3 separate regions of the Zea mays genome follow, and all the other regions are linked to region 2. A link is a contact called in public Hi-C data. All regions are on one chromosome and are shown on one strand. Each heading gives the region's core, a stretch centred on a gene start, on an enhancer-like site or on the middle of the called end of the contact. The rest is flanking DNA. Distances are from core to core; before and after follow the strand shown.

What was found. Hi-C and Micro-C count contacts between places; a contact is called where the count stands out from the background.
Region 1: a contact with region 2 is called in a Hi-C map of ear, with 1.8 times the contacts expected there. The contact joins the promoter of LOC103646778 here to the promoter of LOC100281395 in region 2. A contact is called at or near these places in 2 of 25 Hi-C or Micro-C datasets (ear and leaf).
Region 3: a Hi-C map of endosperm shows a contact between it and region 2, with 3 times the contacts expected there. The contact joins the promoter of LOC103646774 here to the promoter of LOC100281395 in region 2. A contact is called at or near these places in 7 of 25 Hi-C or Micro-C datasets (bundle sheath, ear, endosperm and 2 more).

The regions. Positions count from the first base shown.
Region 1 is chr2:105,100,628-105,105,468 of Zm-B73-REFERENCE-NAM-5.0, forward strand. LOC103646778 reads right to left here and starts at 2,589. Exons shown (of 2, transcript XM_008671443.3): 1 at 2,091-2,589; 2 at 824-1,380. The coding sequence starts at 2,503. The coding sequence ends at 1,368.
Region 2 is chr2:104,934,148-104,938,697 of Zm-B73-REFERENCE-NAM-5.0, forward strand. LOC100281395 reads right to left here and starts at 2,259. Exons shown (of 12, transcript NM_001368003.1): 1 at 1,967-2,259; 2 at 309-655; 3 at 1-55. The coding sequence starts at 2,187.
Region 3 is chr2:104,742,564-104,747,134 of Zm-B73-REFERENCE-NAM-5.0, forward strand. It overlaps LOC103646774 (pumilio homolog 3), which reads right to left and starts at 3,182. Exons shown (of 9, transcript XM_008671440.4): 1 at 2,711-3,182; 2 at 280-1,346; 3 at 58-199. The coding sequence starts at 2,953.

The DNA.
Region 1 (4,841 bases), core at 1,339-3,838, 170 kb after region 2:
CTAGCTTAAGTGACAATCCTCAATAAGAAGTATAGAAGAAGTACTTAGACTTATAAGAAGGTCGTGCCCACCGACGCTTAACACCAATCACAATCAAAATGACTCGTGACCTGCAGCAACAATGGGTAAAACCTTAAGTACGCAAGTACTCAGCAAGACTTACCCGACTAAAGAAAAGACTCTCAAGGATATGTTGGTTAAATAGGAATCAAGGAAAAGGCTTTAGCAAGAATCAACTTAGATACTTTTGCAGAAATAGCTTACTAAAGTGAGTCCTTACTTTCAACATTTTAATGCTAGATTAAGTATTAATAGACCTTGTTTGCATCTAGTCTAATTTCACCATCACATTAATCAATCCAACATGATTTTTGCTCATTAAGATTCCATCCATGACTTAGATTGCAGGGCAGTGACCAAGTCTTCATGTCCGAGAAGTAACGGCGATCCGAATCGATTAATACCCAGCTGGGGATCTCCAATCACACGACATATGTAGCACTTAACCCTTGCATATGTCAACTCGCCATCGGGGTTCTTAAGACTAGATCAGGTTCACGCCAACCGAGAGCATAGATACACCACCGTCCAGCCTCTTGCCACGGAGGGTACACGCTACTCTCGCCATCTCTCCACTCCCATTGCGTGCTATCTTATTCTGGTATTAGTCTGCCCGAGGCAAAGCTTACCCATGATGAGGCATGTGACCAGTTAAAAGGCCCTCGATCAGCAAGCCTACATTCAATATAATCCTTAATAAACCTAGGTAGAACATCACCTGTTCCTAGCCCAAGTCCTGATTTAAGTACTTCCATCCTTAGGATTGTTTGTATTCCTTAGGATGAAAAGAGCATTAAAGGGAACTTTGCAGTATGATCCCACCATGCTCCCAATGAAAATATTCTTGCAGGTAGAAGTCATCCTTCCTCAGGATAACCCCTGAGCTAGACATTAATGCAAAGGACAACCTCTAGCCACAAGATTTACCTCTACGCAAGGCTAAGCAATTTTGTAAATCATATTTGATACTTCACCAGAAGTATCTATAACAGGAATGGATTTCAAGGTAGCCAATGCATCAAAGGGTTTCCAAGCAACTACTATAAACCTAATGCACATTTCACTAGACTTAAAGTGTGTAAAAATCATTTAAAACACAAGGAAAGGGGTTGCATGCACCGGGGCTTGCCTGGGATAAACACTACGTTAGTGTTTGTTAGATGTCGATCACTTGACGACCATCCTTTGTCTTGGCACTCGTTTAGATTATCCATCTTCAGGTTCGTTTATCAACACCATCTTGTGGAGAAGCCCACACTTTCCATCCTCTTGTGGTCGACTCATCTCTGGTTCTCCGCATCACGTGGTTAATTCACGTACCTGAATGACATGCATTATGCACATGAATGCATATAGGCATGAATATTACAAACCTAAATAGTGCTAAGCGATAGCGAATAAAACACCTAGTGGCGAGACGTTGTACAAGTTCATACGGAAATACTAGTTATCGATATACGACTACGCGCAATAATTACACTTCTCTAGATTAACCGAATCTAACGCAAACATTACGAAACATCTAACTATTCATACTAGGTACCTACAACTCATTAAGCGCAACGGTCACACTCCCCTAGCTTAACCGGATCAACCCCAAATATCATGGAACCATCAAACCATACACAAACTCCATATACATATATATATCAAATTACAATTTTAGAAATAAAAGACCTAAAATGTTTATACGCATTATTTATCAGGCAGATCCTAGATTCTGGTTGAAACAATTATATGGATGTTACTTGATCCTAAATATTCGAAGTAGCAATCAACATCCATTCAAATCGCAAAATCGACCAGCACATATTCATGCCTGGTTTAGAGAGTATACTAATTGACTTACAATTTTAGCTTTACGATCCTGAGACACCTGATGTTTATAAAATTATAGACGAACTTTTATTAACCTTCTAAACTATTTTCCAGATTAATTTATATAACACATTAGTTGGCTACGACATTTACCGATCATAAACATAGAATGATGATACTAACTACTAGAGCAGGGTGGAGGGAGTTCAGACGGAATCGACGGCGAGGATCCGAGCAGGGCCGGGGTGCGCGCAGGGAGGAGCAGGGACCAAGCTCGGCGGCCATGGCTGGAACTCCGGCGAGCAGCAACCGAGCAGGGCGCGGCCAGGGAGATGGGCGCCGAGTAGCCGAGCTGGAGATTGAGCACAGGAAAATGAGTGGCCGAGCAGGGAGCCGCCGCGGTGGCCATGGGGAGCAGCGAACTCGGATAGGCAGGGGAGAGCGCGGTCGAGCATGGGGCTTGGGCGCCGGCAGAGAGGAGCGAGCAGAGGGCAGGGCGCGGTGGAGAGCTGAGCACCAGAGAGAGAGAGAGAGAGAGCAGCGCCGCCAATGGATGAGGGAGATAGCCGTGCAAGGAGGGGAGGAGAAGCAGAAGCCGAGCTGAGAGCAGGGAGGGGCGCGCCATGAGGATCTCAGCGCGGCTGGGAGGAGCGTGAGGAAGCTGCGCGGTTGGCTGAAGAAGAAGGCCGCGCGTAAGGGATAAGGAAGAGAGACGGCGGCTGAAAAAAAAATCAGCAAGAGAGAGAGATAACGACGGAAGGAGGAGAGAAAAATCCCACGGCGCGAAAAATCAGCACGACGGCGGTTAGAAAGATATTTTCTCCTTTTCAGATTTTTATATATTTTTTTATTTTTTTATTTGCTTTTAGTAAAGAAAATTACAGATATTTCAAATCAAGATTTTTAGCGATGGGTAATGGGTCGAATCAAACGAGATCGATAATAATAATTGGACACGATTCGATTTGGCGAATACCCTAAAGTCGGATGAATTTGTACCGTTGATTCACCTTTTTGATTGAGGCGAGAAGAAACAGACCGAATTAAACGGATTTTGGCTTCGTTAATATGCTCTACGTCATTCGACTAAAATTAGCCGAAACCATATCTGCTATTGTATACGCGATTTTGTCGCCAAAATAACGTGCTGAAGAATGAATGGGATCGTAACCTTGCGCACGATTTCGCGCGATTCGAATTATTTTACCCCAAACATTTTAGTTGTCGAGTTCAAATTAATTTGTCCGGGACAAAATCATCCGAGTGAGTTGGGCTTCCGAATTCGTATTCACGCAAGTGATGAATTTAAATAATCACTGGACGCACAGATTTTTGGAACAACGATGTTCCGAACATCACAAAAATTAGGAAGAGCCCGGATAAATAAAAACGATATCGAACTCGTGATAAATGAAACAGATGCAATATAAAAACCACGATAGGCGAAGATGATTAAAATTTTAGTATCCGTTTTATCCACTGATATTACGTGCTTAAATCCATACTCGTTGTCGAGCGGAATATAAACACCCGGGGTGTTATAGCCCTCACCCTTAAAAGAATCTCGTCCCGAGATTCGGAGCGAAAGACTTTTAAGAGTAGAGAAGCATGTAACCCTGTTCATATCAGCGATAATCATAAGACAACTCCAAGCAAAGATGAGTGTCTCAGGATGTCGTTTCTCTAGTGGACATAACATGTATTGCCTTAAGCTAATTTAGAGATGTCCACTAATAGAAACGATGTCTGCCAGAGGAACACATAAGGTTCCATGTGTGCAGTTTGCTTTTTCTGATGAAACTGTACTATCCGAGTCTGTTGGGCGAGCGGTAAATATGCGACTTTACCCAAATAGAATCAGATGCACCATCTTGGGTAAAACACACAGAAAGAGGTTTACCAACAAGCGGCCACAGTAAGTTCGTAGCACACGAGACGAGTGCGGATGTCGAACAACATCATGGTTAACTCGTGTTAGCCAGAGAATCCAAGTCCATAAAAGATGATAGAGATTCAAGAAAATATCAATGAAGAGATCCATTGATGTTGACTTCGCGACCAACCCATTTCATCAAATACTTAGCATGGCTCGACTTGATCACACATGCTGGAAAAGCACATGTGAGGCGATCGAGGCGTGACTAGAATGATGATTAGGGGTTACTGGCCGACTTACTCTCGATTCTTATACACTCTTCCTTACGAGAGGTTGTACAAAAGTGAGTTTAGACAACTCGACAAAACGATCTCTAAACTCAACCTTTGTTTATTGGGCAGTTATAAGTTAATAAAACCAACTTGTTGAACTACCATTGACATTGGGTAAGTTCTCTCAGTACCATCGGTAAGCCAAGGGTTGAGAGTTCACATTTACTAGCAAAAGGTCATGCATTTGGGTAGAAATCCATTTGGTCAGGTTGTTCGTCCATTTCTTTAGGCGAGATGAACTGACTTGGTTAGGGAATACATGGATTAAATAAGAGAGCGAATGAACAAACTCCTGCATCTCAGCAGCAGGGGAAACAGATCTCTATTTTGAGAGCTAATCTGTTGTTTTCCAACACTAAAAAGCTCCAAGGCTTCACCTTTACACAAAGGACGTAAAGGGAACTTGTATGAGTAGTCACTACCAAGATCAAAAGAAATGAGACCACACATGAAAGTGGTATGCCCTTTTGATCCAACGAAGATGATAGATGTTGCTTGGTTACTTCGATAAACAACACCAAAATCATTTCAAGGGAGGAGTCCACGGAAAGTAACACATCAGTGTAGTTCCACAATGGATCATGACCAGAGACCTTGATACCATCATCCGACGAGTAGCACAACCTTGCGTGTACATTCAAAAGGGGCTCTCAGTTTTGCTGCAGCACCATAAGTCCTTAATCATGACACCATCACCGAACTAGCACCAATAAAGAATCTCACATGGTAAAACTAGATTGTGCCAAGATAACACA
Region 2 (4,550 bases), core at 1,009-3,508:
TGCTTGACAGCATAAGGTGTTGACAGGATCCCCACACCACATAAGACATTCACTCCTGCATATGACAGGCAAGTAACGGAGCTGAAGATTTGTCTTACATAAATGAAAGTAGTACAAGTTAAGATTGATAACTCTATTAAGTAGCTTAAATAGTGAAAGGAGAAAGTTTCACGTTCTCTATGATACAAACTCTATTACGTAGCTTAAATAGCTTGTTCCTGTCTATGTAGACTCACTTTAAATCTTAACAACCATGCATTGCTCATAAATTTAAAACTGAAACCAACAAAGTTTGTGAAACTACTTACCGTTCATGACCCCTTGGGTATAGGAGCACTGCCGGTAGGGACCCACCTCATGGCCCCCAACCATAGGTCTCTGGTCCTCGGGGATCCTCTGCAGCGACGACGCCTTGCGTGATGGTGGCAGGTAATGGGAGCTCTTCCGGACGTCCTCATGCTGCTGCTGCTGCTGGTCATCGCTGGCGGAAGCAATGCTTGTCGGCAGTAATGGCTTGATTAAGCTGGAGATGATCTCAGGTGGCTTCCCCCGGAATGAGTTTGTGAGGAACGAGTTGGACAACCGGCTCAGTGATGGCGTGCCCAAGAAGCTCAGGTTGGGAGAGTGCACACTGCTGTACATGTCAATGGATTGCCTGCTCGAAGAAGAAGAAAATGTACTTACTATTTTTCGTTACGGGATGCATATAGAAAGGTTCAAATTGAGGCATAAATGTCTAAAGCGTTTGTCAGGAAATCTAACGTGACATGAAGTGCTCAGTGGTAATTTGAGATCACATCATTAACTTCTGGGTTAGAGAAGAAGGTAATGATCTGATCTCCCAATACGATCTCCGGTCGATTTATCTCAAAGGTTTCCCATTTCTCCATATGATTTCCTCTTAGATTTGATCTTTGATGCAGAATATACTTGGTTCAGCAGATTGGACCAACTGAATTTGCCACGTTAGCAGCAGCAGACAAATGCAACTGGGCCGGGACCCCAACAAAGAGGGAGACATCCAGACAAGTGCACATACTAATGGCACATGAATAACATTGGTCCCAACGGTGTTATCTCGTCCACACATCTACCTGTACAGCTCCACCCTTATAAAGAAACTAATGGGTGATAATATTTTTTCTAAAAGAAATATTCATTTATATTTGAAAGGAGAAACACGCCCCTTCGAGTACTTAAAAAAGCCCCAAGGGGATCAGAGACTAATGAAGCCCCAAGCGTTTAAAAAAATAGTGAAAAAAGCCACATGTCCGTAGACTCCTACCGAGAATGACCACAGGCTGCTTTTTTCGCCCATCATTTTCGCACGCCTAAGCAATCCCGGATATTCCACATACAACCACATCAGAGACGAGTTTGATGGGACTCTCGAAGTGTAGCGGTGCTACAGGACAATCCAGCAGTACAGACAAAAAAATAGTAGTCAGTGTATTTTTCATTAATTTTCTCTGAAAAAAAATACTAATCACACTACGATTTGGTGCATTGCTTATTCTTCTGGTCCTAGATAAGTGCCATTTTGGATATTGATACTGCCTTGAATTACCACGCAAGATTCACCTCCACTCGAATTTGTACTCACATCCTTGTGGATCAGTAAGTCTAGCCATGTTATTTTCTGATGGCTGATCCAAGTGTTCTTACTCCTAGGGACATTATAGTAGTTTGAATTCACTTGATTGGGGTGTAAACATTTGGTTTGGCTGACGCCGGTAGTAATAACATCTGGTGCCACGCGCACGCGGCAGGCAACTCTGGAAAATTTGAGAGGGGCGCGGGCTGAATAATAATAACAATAATTAAATTAAATCCAGGAAAGAGAAAGGGGGAAAAAGTTTGGCCGACGCGCGCGGCGGCCGCACCCTTCCTGTTTCCTACGTGGTGCCGTCCGCCGCCACGGGGGCGGAAGAGACGACGACGATGGGCGGGGCTAGCAGTTACCTACCTGTAGCTCTGCGGCCATTGCTGCGTGTACGAACTCGGCTGGCTGCACCGCGCCGCCACCACCCGCGGGCTGTCGCACGGCGACGAGGAGTCGGACCCGTCGTCGTCGTCGTCGCCGCCGCCGCCGCCGCCAAGGCCGCGCCGCTTCCCGTCCTCCACGGCGGCATCGTCGTCATCGTCGCTCTCGATGAGGAAGCTCCGCTCCGACACCGAGTTCCTCATATCCCACCTGTTCCCTCGGTTAGATTAGAGCCCAAGCTAGATTTATGGTAACGGACGAGGCGGGGATGGGAGCAGAGAGCGCGGGCCGAGGGATCGGAGAGGGACGGGCTTATAGGAGCCGTTTGGTAATAGTTTGTTTTGCCTCTGAGATGGACCCACGTGTCAATACCATTCATTCATTCAAAAAAAAAACAACAACAAGGCTAGGCGCTGTGGAGTGTGGACGCAGAGGGCAGGCGCGGCTGGCCATGGCAGGCCCAGGCGCACGGCACAGCAGGGACGCGGGGAAGGGGCAAGGCCGATGAGCGCCACAACATGGCTCGGTTGGGCGCAGGAGACGGCACGGCCTGCCATGATGGGACTTGGCGCAGCTCATACATAGTAACACAGACATGCACTCGTAACCGTGGGTGGGATCATGCTATATCATTAGATCGTACATTTTGTCGTCTAAGGATGTATTTAGTTACAATGACATGATGTGATGGAATAATTCTGTTTGGTTTAGAGCCAAACGTTAGAACAAGATCATCCCATGACTGTCTCTAGCTGTCCGTCAGAATTGAATCTAACGGATGAGAGAGTACGCTGGTGAAAATGGTTGTCTTCAGCTGCGCCAGTTGTTTACAACTAAACACATATTAAACCATTGTTTTATCCTTTAGTTTACAACTTTACATTGTTTACACCAAAGTGTGGAAGCGACGACGTACTAAGACTTGTGGAGGACGACACAACCACCCAAGGAAGGGCAGATGGAACCTACGGGAAGAAGATAGGTTATAACGATAAGCAACATCTACCATATCTTTATCATTTACTCCAATTAAATTTCGCTTACAATTTAACAGATTCGTATAACATTTTACGTATTTATATTTTATATATGTATCTAAATTTATTTTTATATACTCGCTCCGTTCTAAAATATATTTTTTTCTAGCCTTTTTCTATTCACATTCAAATAAATGATGATGAATGTAGACATATATATAAACTACATTCATATATTGATTAATTTTTGTATGTTTAGTCTAAAACGAATTATATTTTGAAACGGATGGAGTATTTAATATATAAAAATAAAGAGCTGAAACAGATATTAATTTGGCATGGATGGAGTAAATAAATAAATAAATAAATTCGATTTTGATAGATTTAGACTGGTTCAGTGACTTCAAGTGGAACTGTATCAAACAGACCTACTAGCTTCGCCTCGGTAGCATGGGCCAGTGCGACCGTTGTTCGTTCTGCCGTGTGGCAGGCTCGTCGGCGAGGTGGAGCGCTGGCCATGACGACAAGGTGCACCCTAGGACCGACGACCACTCCTATCACAGCCGACGGCCAATCGGCCATGACGGCGAGGGGCAGGGAGGAATGGACACATCGACGTGGGAGGCTGGCTGGCGCGACCAGAGAAGAAGAGGATGTGGCGTATCCATGGAGGATGGTGAAGGGGGCCACCGCCGGCGTATTGTCTCTTTTTTCAACCATGTTAAAAAGATAGGATTGAAGTAGGTTTTGGAGGTTGTCCGATAAAAGTACTAATCTCTCTAGTTCTAAAATGTAAATTATATATATATATATATATATGGTTAAACTTTTTAAACATCGACCACCAATATACTACGTTTTCATACGAGGTTAAATTCTCTAGACTACTATGGGACAAGATCCAGATATTCCAGAACAACCCGATTCACTATTATGTATTTTAATCAGTATAGAGAAAACAAAAATCAAAGTGGCGTGTTGGGGATCTACTTTGTCGAAGATTCTCAAATCATCTTTACCTTTAACTTGAGAATGTATGTTTCAGGTGCTATATGAAGGACAGACGAGGTCGGCCTTCAGTCGAAGCAGCATGTAAAGGGTTTCGCCTCGAACACACACCTGACGAAGATGTGCACCGAAGCCACCACCCTCGGCATCAGGAAAAGCTTCACACGTGAACCAATGGAAAGGGAAAGCGTTGAAGACTTGGGCGGCAAGCAAGAAAGAGAAAAATACGATGACACCCCTGCAATATTTGGAAACCATATTTGTTGATATTTGAAAACCATATTTGTAGACATCGTGGACATGTATGTAAGTCCACACGAAGTTATATCCCTCCGTCATAAATAGGTGAACAGTGACATGCATAAAGTACCTTTTGGAGGTCCATAAGCTTGGTTTCTCTTAGCCTTCGAAGTACCTTCGAGATGTCTCGCGTGTGAAGCCGAAGGTACGTTTCTATGTTTATTATATATGAAGAAAGATGGAACGAAGAGTGATAAGGCACATGAGATGAGTAACATGTTTCGTCTTTCTTCTTTGCATTGCCATACACTATTGCTTCATATGTTTTTTCTCCTTTTTAC
Region 3 (4,571 bases), core at 1,932-4,431, 190 kb before region 2:
CCAAATGTCAGGATTTTACACAAACATAAATAACCAAACTAGGATAGATAGATATACCTTCTGGATAACATAATTGCCAAAAACATCAGTTGTTAGAACAATGACGTTGGATAATATCTCTGGAAATATTTTTTCCCGGTCATCCGGTGATGCAATTTCAAGTTTTTGTTGAATAAACCGGCTTCCATATTGATCCATACTGCACCAGACGAGAAATGAATGAGATGAAGTATTTTTCCATTGAAAAAAATAGAAATGTAGAATGAAATTAAGACTTGCCTAACTTCCTTAACGTGGCCCACTACATCAATTAACTCCACTGAATCAGCTCCATTTCTATCTGCATTATCCAAAGAAGGCACATCCAGGTAGTTTGCTAATGCATTGTCATGATAGACCTGTGATCCAATATTTCTACCCATTGCCTTTCTATTGAGGGAGAAGAACCGTGATTGCCGATCACCATGGGATAGAATGTTCCTCGAATTTGGATAAAAATGAGATCCAGGTCTTTGCATTCTTGAAGAGGAAAAACGAGGCTCGCCATGATAGATCCTACTATCATCATATGACAGATTATCCTCCTGCAGATACTGTTGTGCAAGTAGATCATCAAGGAACGCCCTTCGACTACTAACCAAATCCAAGTCTGTATTACTGTAGTATCTGTTGCTCATGGGGTTGACCATATTAGTCATATACGCATTGCGAGAAAGATTGGTTCCTCTACGCAGGTTGCCTGATTGCATTGCAGCTACCCGTTCAGCAGCCAAAGATAAGTGATCAACACCCTTTATGTGATGGCGACTGAACCTTGAAACATTGGAACCATCTAATGCACTGGTCTGCCTCTGTGAAATGCCATGTCCATATATTGGCAGTGGATGCACATCCGACCTAGATGCACGAAAAACATTACCAACCAAAGGTGATCGATTTTCATCACCAATTTTTGAGAAATCTCTTTGACACTCGAGTATTTCGTCTAGTTGCCCTTCCCCATGATTCCATTGGTCCATTACTAGACTATTAGACAGCCTCAGCCCAGATAAAGCATCTAAAAGATTAGAATCAAACATGTAGGAAGCACTAAGATCCCTATTGCCATAAGCATTCATCTTTCCAATGTTTGACATGGAGCGATTCTGGATATTTCTGCAATAGTCAACATTGTCTGGATTCATATCTGTCCAAAGGGGACCCATGTCAGATGCAGAGTAGTTTGCCATAACACCACCACTATGAACTCTGCTCAGTCCAAACTGCTGTTCATCCAAGTCTCCTGTACCATTAAACTGTTGGCCATGTGGTCTAACAGATAAAGATGCAGAATTGCCAAAATGTTCCTGAAGCAAAAATACAAAGCCTAAAATTATTTGGAATGAACACATAATGAAAAAAAAAGCTATAGAAGAAAATTCTTTGTCCCTTCTATGGAGCATATTAGGCAAACAATAATAATGCATTTCCTTCCAACAGTTGGCAAAAAAAGAAAATATCAAAGTTAAACAAAAGAATTTTGGAACAATGTTAAAGATAAGAGGATTACAAAAAATGGTACACATTAAATCATTAAGCATGCAAACATAACAGTGAATAGCAGGAGCAGAACTAAGGACAGGATACATGGCAGGTGCTGCGAGGGCTGCAAAAAACCCAACCCCACAGCCGCTGCCCATGTTACCCTTTTTAACCCTACATGTACATTACCCTGATTAACATCCCTAAAGTATGGTTTATATCTAATATTTCGTTATTAAGCACCATCTTTTTTTGCCAACTGTTGGAAGGAAATGCATTATTAATGTTCCAAGCTCCGCCCCTGAGATGGAGATGGCATATATTAAGCACCATCATTGTAATGTTCCAAGCTCCGCCCCTGAAGAAAAGTTGCATGTAGTAGAACAGAAAGTTCAGTTCTAAGCAAATATGGATTAAAGCTAATCGTCCAATTAAATTTGGTATGTAGATAATCTCTCTAAAAATAAAGATAGAAAAAGACATCTGCCAGAATAAAACCAGATTTTAAGAACCATAATTGTCTAAATAGATGATAATGTGCAACATGGGATAAAGGAAGAGAATTTTTCCCTCAAATTATGTATCTTGGTGAGTCCTCCAAACAAACCATCCTATCTGATGGGATATGGCGAATGAACACAGAAAATGTAGTTCCTAAGTACCGGCGAGAACTAGATAACAGCAAACATCATTAGCACTTTAGCAGTAGACGGCTCCCGATATATATACCCCTATACTTATGATGATTTGTGCGTAAATAAGTATCTGTGGCAAATCCAAATCTTCTGAGCAAAATCACACAGATCGCATGCTATATTTGGAAGATAACAACGAGTCCGACCTGATATCCAAGCATCCATCTAATCTACAAAAGACAAACGTAAACGCCTGAACCTACAGAATGACACTCATGAAACACTAATGTTTAGCATTGGAAACCAAACAAAACTAAAGATGGTAAGTTTGACGTTTCTCCACTTCGTTGCACATGGAAACTTTAATCATCTAGTATTTAATAAAAGGCCAAAATACGAATCCCAACCCAACCATCAAAACACAAGAACATCGAATTAATATTGAGAGGCCCGTCGACGGAACAATGGCAATGGCAAACCCCAATCTTACCGATCCAAACTACATCCACCAAACCAAAACCATCGATGAGCTCAAGAGCAGCAACACCCCTTACCTGAACTCCGGCAGCACCGTGGCGCATGGTGACCTCGTCCATCCTCGCGCCCAACCCGCGCCCGTCGATACCGGAGAAGAACGAGGCGCCGCCACCAACGCTGCCAAACACCCTCTCCGCCGCCACCGCTGCCTCCGCGCCGGCCTCCATCGTCGGCGGCGCGCTGCCACTGCGCAGCGGGTCCCGCCCCAGCAGCGCCTCCCCTCCGTCGCCACCCCAGCCGCCGTCGCCGAACGGAGCCATCTTCTCCGCCTCCTCTCGTAACGCCGCACGCGCGCGTTCGCGAAAAAATAGGTTGGGTTTGAACGAAACCACCCGAAGGTGGCGCGGGCAACAAATTGGCACGCGGGTGCCCGTGTGGGGTGGGGTAGGGTGGGGTGCAGTGGCCAGTGGGTTGGGTGGCGGCGCCTTTAGCTCTAGGGTTTGGGTTTTCGGGGTTTTGGTCTCATCTTGGGTTTGGTTTGGAGCGGCCGGTGCCGCGAGGGAATAGAAATCAGCTATTAGATATACAAGCATGTTTTTTTTCACGTTAAGGGCTAGTTTGGGAACCCCAATTTCTCAAGGGATTTCTATTTTCCCAAGGGAAATTAGTTCATTTTCCCATAGAAAAATAAAAATCCCTTGGAAAATTGGGGTTCCCAAACAAGCCCTAAGAGAGTAATTTCTATTTTTCTAACGCCCTGCTTGAATCATTGTAATTGAATTTCATTCCAATAATAGTAATTCAATTTTATGCAAAATATATTTATATACTATTATTAGCAAAATGTTGGAGATATTTATGTGCTACATTTTTACTATGGAAAAGTGAGACGAAGAGTGTTATTTAAGTTATAGTGTAGAAACAAATTCTACTAATGCATAAAATTATTTCTCATCCTTCACCCCATAAATTTGAGATAGGCTTATATCTTAACTTTGGAAAGTGGTGGAATGTCAAATTCCAAACTAAATAAGTTACTTTATTGAGTGAATTCCAATTCCTCTAAAATGAAGGGATCCAAACGCCCCGTAAGTGAAAATGAACTAATTTTACTTGGGAAAATAGAATTGCCTTGGAAAAATAGGGTTCCCAGTATAGCCCTAAATCTAGATTTAACCGTATAACATATTTAGCATTTAAATTCTCTCACCACCACCTCGTTAGCTTTATAAAAAAGCTCCCTAACAAACCACGATTACATATACGGTTGGATCTTGTTCTGACGGACCAAGAAAGTTGTTTGCACGCTTACACCTGATGACTGCTTGCATATTAGTCATTGTCCTGTTTTAATCCATACCGGCTTCTACTATTTCTACATTATTTTTGTCTCTATGTATTGCATCTGCAACAATCTAAATAGTCAGCTTTAATCTGAAACGAATAGCCCCTAGGATTATCATGGTATCACAAACACATGGATTATGGGCGTGTTTAGTATGACTATGCTCCATTTTAGACCAGTTCTGTCGGGGACTATAATTAGAGGTACCCCCAAGACTCCTAAACTCGGCTGGTAATCACCATCAGCACAAGCTGCAGAAGCTTGATGGGCGCAATTCAGGTCAAGGCTCCGTCCACTCAAGGGACACGATCTCGCCTCGCCCGAGCCTAGCCTCGGGCAGGAACAGTAGACCCAGGCGGATTCACGCCTCGCCCGAGGGCCTCCTCAAGCAACGGGCGCACCCTCGACTCGCCCGAGGCCCAGCTCGGACAGGCTTCACAGTGAAGCAACCTTGGCCAAATCGTCTCACCAACCGACCGTATCAAAAGAGCATTCAATGCAAGGATCGTCTGACACCTTATCCTGACGCGCGTTCCTCAGTCGGCAGGGCCGAAGTGACCGCAGTCACTTCGCCCCTCCACTGACTGACCTGA